2 separate regions of the Hordeum vulgare genome follow, and region 1 is linked to region 2. Evidence: chromatin contacts called from public Hi-C data. All regions are on one chromosome and are shown on one strand. Each heading gives the region's core, a stretch centred on a gene start, on an enhancer-like site or on the middle of the called end of the contact. The rest is flanking DNA. Distances are from core to core; before and after follow the strand shown. Region 1 holds the start of LOC123449047 (serine/threonine-protein kinase ATG1c-like). Region 2 holds the start of LOC123449041 (tropinone reductase homolog At5g06060-like).

What was found. A called contact is a pair of places that touch in the nucleus more often than the background predicts.
Region 1: a Hi-C map of seedling shows a contact between it and region 2, with 4 times the contacts expected there. The contact joins the promoter of LOC123449047 here to the promoter of LOC123449041 in region 2. A contact is called at or near these places in 2 of 6 Hi-C or Micro-C datasets (leaf and seedling).

What each region holds. Positions count from the first base shown.
Region 1 is chr4H:482,248,908-482,253,681 of MorexV3_pseudomolecules_assembly, reverse strand. LOC123449047 (serine/threonine-protein kinase ATG1c-like) reads right to left here and starts at 2,628. Exons shown (of 13, transcript XM_045126117.1): 1 at 2,072-2,628; 2 at 1,588-1,705; 3 at 1,446-1,504; 4 at 1,234-1,298. The coding sequence starts at 2,323. LOC123449044 (digalactosyldiacylglycerol synthase 2, chloroplastic-like) reads right to left here. Exons shown (of 5, transcript XM_045126114.1): 4 at 4,129-4,478; 5 at 3,026-3,951. The coding sequence ends at 3,456.
Region 2 is chr4H:481,335,440-481,340,237 of MorexV3_pseudomolecules_assembly, reverse strand. LOC123449041 (tropinone reductase homolog At5g06060-like) reads right to left here and starts at 1,670. Exons shown (of 5, transcript XM_045126110.1): 1 at 1,461-1,670; 2 at 1,158-1,365. The coding sequence starts at 1,564.

The DNA of each region.
Region 1 (4,774 bases), core at 1,379-3,878, 910 kb before region 2:
CATTTTTGCTAAACTAGGTAAATGGATCTACCAATGGAAGACGCAAGTCCATTAAGCGTTAGGAAAGGAGTGGACTGGACAGTGTGCTACTCCCTCCGTCCGGAATTACTTGTCGCTCAAATGGATGTATCTAGATACATCCATTTGAGCGACAAGTAATTCCAGACGGAGGGAGTATTTTGCAATTGAAACTGAACACTGACCTATTAGTGCAGGATACACATCAGTTAAGAAAGGAGCAGACCCGTTTGGCCATGGCATGGTGTCTATTCCAATATTCCGGTCCACATCAGTTGACATAGCGCTAGTCGCTCGGGAAAAGAAAATCAAATAACAGTGAAAAACAAGCAGAAGCTGGTGGATCCCACAAAGAAATGCAGCGGCAAGAAATGAAGGTTGCCGTATGTCATTCTGATGATATGTAGCATGCTAAGAGCATCACTAGTAGTACCCTCAAACCCTCAAATCCTTAAAAAATAATTGCTTTTTTACAGTTTGCGAGCAAAAAAACGCGTAGACTAGAACCCCTTAACCCTCAAACCCTCAAAAAAATTTGAGGATCCAACCCTCAAACTCCCTCCCAACCTGTAGAAGTGAGGGTTGGGGAGCGAAAACTACCCCAGCCCTCAAACCGTTCCATCGTCGCGCGGGAGGGACTTTTCCCCGTCCCCAACCGCCGCCGCCATTCCGGCCACCCGCCCGCCGCCATTCCGACCGAGCCGCGCGACCGCCCCCGCCGCCCCAAGCCGCCGCCGCGCCCCGCCCCCTCGACCTCCCCCAGCCGCCGCCCCCGCACCAGGCCGCCTGCCGCGCCCCGCCCCCCATCCGCCCGCCGCCTCCCGCAGCCAGAGGCAGGCCGGCCCCAGGCCTCCTCGAGCTCTCCTCGCCGCCGCGCTAGAGGCGAGACGGGCCAGAGGCAGCCGCGCCGCCCCGAGCTCTCCTGTTTTTGCCCCTGTTTTTGTTATAAGGGTTGGGTTTGAGGGTTCTAGTCTTTGCCCCTGTTTTTCAACCCTTAAAAGTGCCAAAAAATGCAAATTCTCAACCCTTAAAACTTGTTTGAGGGTTTGAGGGTACTACTAGTGATGCTCTAACACTATGTTACATGACATCCACTAGAACAAAGATTAAAAGCAGGGATTTGTGATTCAGTTCACTAAATCAAGGTCATGTGAGGAAAGTAGCAACTAATGTTCTATCTCCAAAAATGAATGAAACAGAACAGGAGTAACTCACTTTGCAAACCCGAAGTCAGCAATCTTTAAGATGGAAGTTCCATTATTTGAAACAAGAAGAATGTTCTGTTTGGACAAGCATAAAAAATCATAATTCAATGGTTTGATAAAATTATCAAGCAACTATATTGAGAGATAGCATTTCTTTTGTGAGACTCTTGATCAGGAAATACACAGAGAAATGTAAACCAACAGTTGACAGCGATAACTGACCTGTGGTTTAAGATCCCGATGAACCACATTACTTTCACGAAGTTTCTGCAGACCACATGCTGCAGAAACAAAAGATTTATGAACAAGGCACATGACATGAATCAAGCATGGGAAGGAACGGTAGATGGCGGAAGATACTTGCCTAGCTGCCGAATGAAATGCTTAGCAACAGTTTCAGGAACCCTTTTATGCCGTAGAAGATATGCGTACAAGTCACCACCTCGACAATACTCCAATATGAGATATATCCTCCCACCATCCTAAAAGACATACACACGACATATATCACTTCATTGTCAATAAGGAAAAACAGTTATTCTTCTGGAATCTACTACTGAGGATAAAAATTAAATTTTGCTCAATTCTTCAATTTTTTCCCTGAATCTATGTGGATAGGACTAGGAGGAGGGTGGAGACATCAAGTTCCAACGTATCCTTTGCTTGGGTTGTCTACCAAGCGAGCATTCCAAACCAAATCGAACTAGAGATCGCCATCAGCGGGTCCCAATTCTAGCATATATCAGGCTAATAATGCACAGCAGACATCGGCATAAACAAGTAAACAAAAGTAACAGATCGAAAGCAATTGCGCAAGAGAGAGAGAGAGAGAGAGAGAGGTACCCTACCCTAATGGAGTCGTGGAGCGCGATGATGTTGGGGTGCGTGATGCGGCGAAGGATGTCGACCTCGGAGAGGAGGCTGTCGCGGAGCTTGGCGCTGAGGCGGTCCATGGCGATCTCCTTGACGGCCACCTCGGTGCCCCGCGCGACGTGCTTCCCGAGCCAGACCTGCGAGTAGGCTCCCGACCCGATCGGGCGCAGCAGCACGTACTCCCCCACCCGCCGCCCGCCCCCGCCCCCGCCGCCGCGGTCCTCCATCCCCCGCCTGCTCGGGGGCTCTAGGGCGCCGTCGCGATTTACCCGCCCGGCGCTGGGGGAGGAGAGGAGGGACTCGAGATTCCGGCGCTGGGGGAGAAGGGAAGCAACCGTGTAGGCGTTGGTGTTGCTGCGGAACAACAACGTGAAGACGGAGCAGAGAAGAGGAAAAAGAAAATGAGAAGGACTTGTTCACTCGGCGGCGTGCGTGGTTTCGATGGTTATCCCTATCCGCTGCCCTCGCCAGATTCCCCAGTCTTTTGCAAGATTCTCCCTCCCTCCCCTCTCCCTCTCCCTGCTGCCGGAATATCATATATCCGCTTCTGCGTCATCAATCATGTATTCATGCTGCTATACTATTTTGTTTATTTTCTCTATATATAAAAAAAGTAAACCCTCTATTTCGAATTATTAGATGTTTTATTACTGTATAAAAATATAATCAGATGTGTGTAGACGCGTTTTAGTGCGTGTGTTTGTCTTGACTATGAATTTGGTCGGAATCGTCGTGTGAGGTGGACGGAGATATGTGTATAGGACGGATGATGCGTCGAGCGGGGGTCAATTGCTACCAGAAGGAAACACGACGCCTCACGTCATCGCTTGCTGGTTGGTGCTCGCTCCCGCTGCTGCTGCTCGGCAGTCGGCACGTAGGCCACCCGACCAAAAGCACACTCCAGGTTTTAACAAGTGGCACACAAGAACGAAGCAATATGCCAATATATACATACAAGACTTTTTCAGATGGGCGAAGAGCGGCAGCACATGGAATTGTTGCGGAACACAAGCGGGCTTTACACGGCAGTACTTGTCACGCATGTTACAGAGCATACATGCCACATGAGGAAGTGACTTCAACTTTGCAAATTTACAGGAGCACTCCTCACCTGCTGTTAGACTTCACAATCGCCAGACACGGATATGATGCATTAGAGGAACCTGATGGACGCCACCAAGGAAAACTGCAGTTTCATCACACCGGAAAAGCAAAGCAAGGGCCTGTCAAAAGTCAAACGGCAATCCTTTTCAGAGCACAGATGTCTCCGTTTCAGAGTTAGTTCCCTGAGCCCCCCAACTGAACTGCAATTAGTTGTAAACTCGTATGATCGACGGCAACGGCATGGAGGTGGAAAGGCTATAGCCCCTGGGGTCTCCACCCGAGCTCCTTGCACTGCTGTTCATCGGGCTGCAGGCTGTTCGGTATCGCGCCAAACACGCAGCGGGCGGCTTCAAACCCGGAGATGGTGTTGTGAAAGAATGCCGACGCCTCTTCCATGTTCTTCTTCAGCTCATCCGGGTTGATGTACATGAAACGCTGCGACGAGGAAGGGTGCTGCTTGGCGGGCGTGGCTGGTGCGATATCCGCAACCCTGACAAACCTCTCTGTCGCCGCCTCCCAGGAAAGCTCATGCCTCAGTTCCTCTGTCAGTGGGATCGGCTCTTCTGTCAGTGCTTTCATGGTTAGCCTCACAAACTCTTTCTCCATGCTGTACATGTGGCAGTTGGGAAATCTTTTGAAAAACTCGTTCGAAGGATGGTTTGCGCAGATCACAATCTTCCCCATCGCCAAGGCTTCTGCAGTTGTGGTGCACACTACATCTGTTGTGCTTGGGTTTATGAAAACCTTGTAGCTGAAACAAACAATAGAATATAACTCAGCTGGATTAGAAATAAATTGATGACATAAAGCACTTGTCATGAAATGAATAGCTCGAACTAGCACTAGTAGCTACCAAAACGCTTGTGTGGCCCCTTTGGTGCACAGGAAAAAAGATAAATTAAGGAATAGGGAAAACACAGGATCTCACTCGTGAAATATTGAATCTGCATGGTCGCGACCAGGATAGACTCTAACGTCCAGATTGAGTTTCTCAGCTGATGCTTTAACTTCATCTGAATCTTCTCCACTGCCATACAGCTCCATCTTGAGACCAGACAATTCCTTTTGGTGCTTCTGAAGCAGGTGGAGCAGCTCTGTGTAGCCTTTACTCCAGACCATCTTTCCAATATAATATGCACCCTTGAAGAATGATTGCTCTCTTTGAGATATTTGTTGATGCTTTAATTTGCCAATTTCAATAAATTTCGGGTTTACTCCATGAACATTACAAATTACAGATCTCGGGACTTCCTGAGTTGCTCCCGATAATCTTATAACCTAGATAAACATCACAGGCAACAAAAGGTCAGAAACTGCACATAACAAAATATTAAAAAATAGACAAAGAAACTATTGTCCTCAAGAAGAGAAAATGGAGCACATGTTTGCATACCAAATCATGGATGGAATGATGTTCTTGTACCAATACATATATGAATTTATTGACCAATCATGAATGCATTACAGCAGTGCATTATGCAGTTGCCATAATGGTTTACGGTGCAGATAACAAGTGGGGCAGCCCTAGGTAGACAATAACTGCCAAAAAATATGGACCAGCTTTGTCTGAATGC
Region 2 (4,798 bases), core at 421-2,920:
TGCTTGGAGAAGCTACAATCCATCACGCATACTCAGCTGATTTAGTTTCCACCCTGCATAGGTTCAATCCACTTGTTTCTGTCAAGAGCACAGTGAACCTTGCTATTCCTGAATCTCACCCCACTACTAGCAATGGCACAATCTCCACCGCCACCTTCCCATGAAGCCATCTAGATTAAAAGAACTTGGCTGTCTGGTCGTCTCCCATGGTTACCAAAGCCGTGGCACTGAAGAGGGCCCGATCGACATTGTTGCACGGGACAGTGTTGCCCATCCAAGGTTTATCAAGATCCGTCTATTCGGACCATCAAAGGAAAATATTGATCTATTAGATTTAACAAACTTCACCAACGCACCAAAAGTCTAACATCAGGTTTTGCATCTGTCGTAATAATAGTACAGCCATCAACACATCTCATTCAACCTTGTGTTTACAAATTTTCAGATCTTGAATTCGACTGTTTTATGCAGCATTATTAAGATATGAAATATCATTTCATTGGGAATGTCTGTCTGCAGTGTGTTTTCGTGAAATCAACATGTTATATATGCTTACCTGAGAGAAAAGACGCATCAACTCAAACACATGATGTTGAAAGTGAAGAAGGCTCCGTAAATAAACACATGGACATGATTGATAGCGAGAGGCGGACAGGTGAGAGCCTTTGTACTCCCTCCGTTCCTAAATATAAGTCTTTCTAGAGATTTTACTATAAACTACATACAGATGTATATAGACATACTTTAGAGTGTAGATTCACTCACTTTGCTCCGTATATAGTCCATAGTGCAATCTCTAAAAAGACTTATGCTTAGGGACGGAGAAAGTAGTTCGCAAGCTACATCCGGCGATGATTGCACGGACCAGTGGATGTAGTACTACTTGACTTTCCGAAGGGCTCCGTGTTTGATTTTCCATGTTCCGTGCTTCATTTATCTCCATATTATATACTGTTTCATTTGTAGGATGGGGAAGTACATGGGCATTTAGGGGGTGAGTTTCAAGTTTCAACTACGCGTGTGTGCTTGACTGCAACTCACAGCAGGCTGGTATTCCCAGAGAAGTAAAAGACGATAATACTGCATTTCTGACGAATGGATAGGATCGTAGGAACAAGAAAGAAGAGAAATGAACATGCGATCTGGTTCCAACTCACGAGGATGTTGAGCTTGCCTCCGAAGCGTTCGGCGACCTCGCCAATCAGGCGCTCCCGCTGCTCCCGGACGGAGAGGTCGCAGACGGAGGTTGTGACGCGGAAGCCCCTGGCCTCCCACTCCTTGAGGCGCTCGCCAAGCTCCGCCTCCTTCCGGGAGCAGGTGTGCACGGCCGCCCCCAGCGCGGCAAGCTCCTCCACCACCGCACGCCTGCGCATCACACGGGCTATTCAGGCCGGCCATCGAGGGAAACTCTCGGGGTTTGGGGCGCTGCTGGTGAAGAGAGAGAGGTGTCCGAGGGGTACCCGATCCCGCGGGTGCCTCCGGTGACGAGAGCCGTTTTGCCGTGAAGAGACCACCGTCCTGGAGCGCCCGGCTGGCTCGATCCCGACGTCTCCGCCGCAGCCATCGGCCCGCCAACCACCCGCCGCTCTCTTCGCCTTCTGTGCTTATCTGTGAGGAACAAGTGGGCGGAGATGAACTCAACTGGTACACACTGAGAGTGAGGTATTATGGACCTGTTTGGATCCTAGGGTTAGAGCATCTCTAGTAGAACCCTTAAATCCTTAAATCTAAAACAGTTTTAAGGGTTGAGAATTGATAATTTGTAACACTTTTAAGGGTTAAAAACAGAGGCAAAGACTAGAATCCTCAAACCCATTCCGTTATAAGGGTTGGGTTTGAGGGTTCTAGTCTTTGCCCCAACCCCAACCCTTAAAACTGTCATTTCATATATCACACATTTCATCATATGACATATCACAAATTCAATCACATTTGACATAAAACAATAATCATTCTAGTTATTATTACACCACCGAATAAAACAATAATCATTCAAATCATTACAACAATGTTTGAGCAAATTACAACAATTGTTCGAATCAAATAGGACATAGAAAAGTAAAACAAAAATACATCATGGGCCAATGCGCCGTTCATCCAAATGCAGTGGTGCTCTACTAGATCATCCCGGAGCCGACCATGAGTGGTTCCATCCTCAATCTCACGATGTGCTTGAAGAAAAGCTTGTATGCGAGAAGGATTTCTTTCCGGTTGCACACGGGTATCAACATTGTCATAGAAACAAGGCAGGTTTAACCCTCTCTCATCCTCTAGGATCATGTTGTGTAGAATCACACAACATTTCATGATGTTCATCAAGGTTTTTTTGTTCCAAAACCGAGCTGGACCCCGAACTATGGCAAACCTTGCTTGCAAAACACCGAAAGCTCTCTCAATATCTTTGCGGGCTGCCTCTTGTGCCTTGGTGAAATGAGCCTGTTTTCTTGTTAAGGTGTAGTGCCCCAAGTGTAAGATTTTCCCTTTTTGTAACCTTCCATGTGGGACCACCTTGACTTTGTCATGAGGGTTATCTATGCATGTATGATTTCATGTGTCACCTTGTGTTCTTCTTTTGCATGCATGCATCCATGTCATACCATCCTTGCCATACCTTATGATGCTATGTCTTGATATGATTGCATGTGATCTTGCTAGGTGTGATTTATGTGATCTTGTGATTTCATGCTTGTGTGGCTTGAGTGGAGTGGTGCATGTGATAGTAAGTGCTTAGGTTTCAAAACCATCTCCACCCCTCCTCTCTAATTCTCCTATGTCTAGATTCCCTTCTCCCTTCCCTCTTTTAAAAATGCCCATGGTTTAGCAGGTTATGTGTGGGATATGGAGTGGTGGGTTTGCTATTTTTAAAACATGTTTTGAGGGGCATATAATTACAAAACAGACCAAGTAAATTCTGTTTTGTAAAATATTTACGTGCTCCTAAACTCTTGTTTCTATTTTTATTAATTAGGTTTAGATTTTACATGTCCAATGCAAGTGTCATTTCTATTTTAGCACTTGTAGTTTATCTTGGGCTTTTCTTTTCTCCCTGTTATTTCTGTAAATAGGAATAAGCTTAGGATGTTTTTCTTTTCTTCCTTATGTGGCGCCTAAGGTGGGCTCCCTCTCCCTGGCGGCCCATTCCCTCTCTTTCTCTCGCTGCAACTCCTCTCCCTGGCCCGTAACTCTTCGTTGTAGCAGCCCAGCTAGCGGCGCATCTTCTTCTTCCCCGACGTCATGCACGTACGATCAACGCTCCACCACTGATCTCCCTTCCCATCGATCTGGTGGCTCCAAGTGTGCCTCCCGAGGATACTTAAGCGACCGGCCCTCCTCCCCGCAACCCTAGGGCGCCGTTTTCCCCTCCCCTCGTCCCTCGTGCCGTCAAGGCAGGACCCCGAAGGCCGCCATGAGAGGAGCTCGATGAGCTCGTAGCGGCAGCAGGAGTCGACTTCTCGCCCCGTCAGCAGTACCAGGAGGACGCGGTGGCCGAGGAGGTCACGTTCCCGCAGCCACCCGACGGCTTCCTCCTCGACATCCTCGACGTCCTCGACGTCCTCTTCTTCCCCGACCGGCCACCTCCTCTGCATCGGCTCGCTCCCCTCCTTCCTCTCCGTTCGTTCCCGTAGGTGAGCCGAGGTGAGCTGTAGTGCCTTTTTCGCTCCCCCTCTCGGCGTAGCGTGCGTAGGATAGGAGCGGCCGACGCCTTGTCGGAGTAGACGCTAGACCACGGCGTCAGTGCAGCAGCAGCTCCGGTGCAGTGACATGGTGCCAAGCGGGCACCTTTTCCCGTGCTTAGTGCGAAAACGGAACCCCTGGGTTCCCCGCGTCCCCCGCCGAGGTTTCTTCCTGCCGTAGATGGTCGTGAGAGGCGCCGCCAGCTCCCTCTGGTTCGGTCGCCGGCGGGACGCCTCGTAGCAGCAGAGAGGCCTTCTTCTATTTTCACAACGCGGATGTGCCAGTCGTCGAGTCGTAGCGTAGTGGTAGTGGTGCGTGTGCCTGATGAGGAGGGCGTGGGTTCGAGTCCCCCCCTCGGCACTGTCTTTTGTTTGCTTGTTTTTCGGTTCAGAGGTCTTCAGGGAAGCCTTAACCTGTGCTTTTCCTTCTCCTGTCAACGGCAGTAGCAGTAGCGCAGTGGTTGTGGGTGGTGTGTTGCACGAGGGGCTCTGGGGTTCGAATCCCAGAGAGACCCCAATTTTTTCCCTTTTCTTTTTTTCTGATTTTTTTGTTTTCCCTTGCTTTGTTTGCTACTCTATGCCTAGATCAATGGGTTACAAATGCCCTCATGTATTTTTTTTCCTGTTGTTTGTTAGAGGAGTGAGAGAGATAGAGCATGTATGTAGTGTCCATGTGTGTTAGGGTAGATGTGTAGATTTATGTGTATGTGAGTGAGTGCTTGAGGGTGAGAGTGTGTGCAAGTGTGTGTGTGGCCCTACACACATGCTTGTGCAATTGCACAAGCCCTTGAGTTTAAGCTTTGGTGGTAGTAGTTTTGTGCATGTGTGTGTGTCTCCCCACACACTTATGCATACACACCCATGTGAGCATGAGTGTAGGTTTGAGCTACACCATGATGTGTGTGTATTAGCTTGGGTGTGTAGGTGTTGGAATCATGATGTGAGTGTAGCTAGTGTATGTTCTAACTAGCATGGGTAGGACTAGCTATATGTTGTGCTTGACATATGTGTGTGTGTGGACCTTCCCACCTTTGCAAGTTGTGCACCTCCTCATGTTTAATATGAGAGAGAGCATGTTGTGTGTGGGGTTGGCTTGTGATAAGTATTGGTGTTGTTGATGTGCA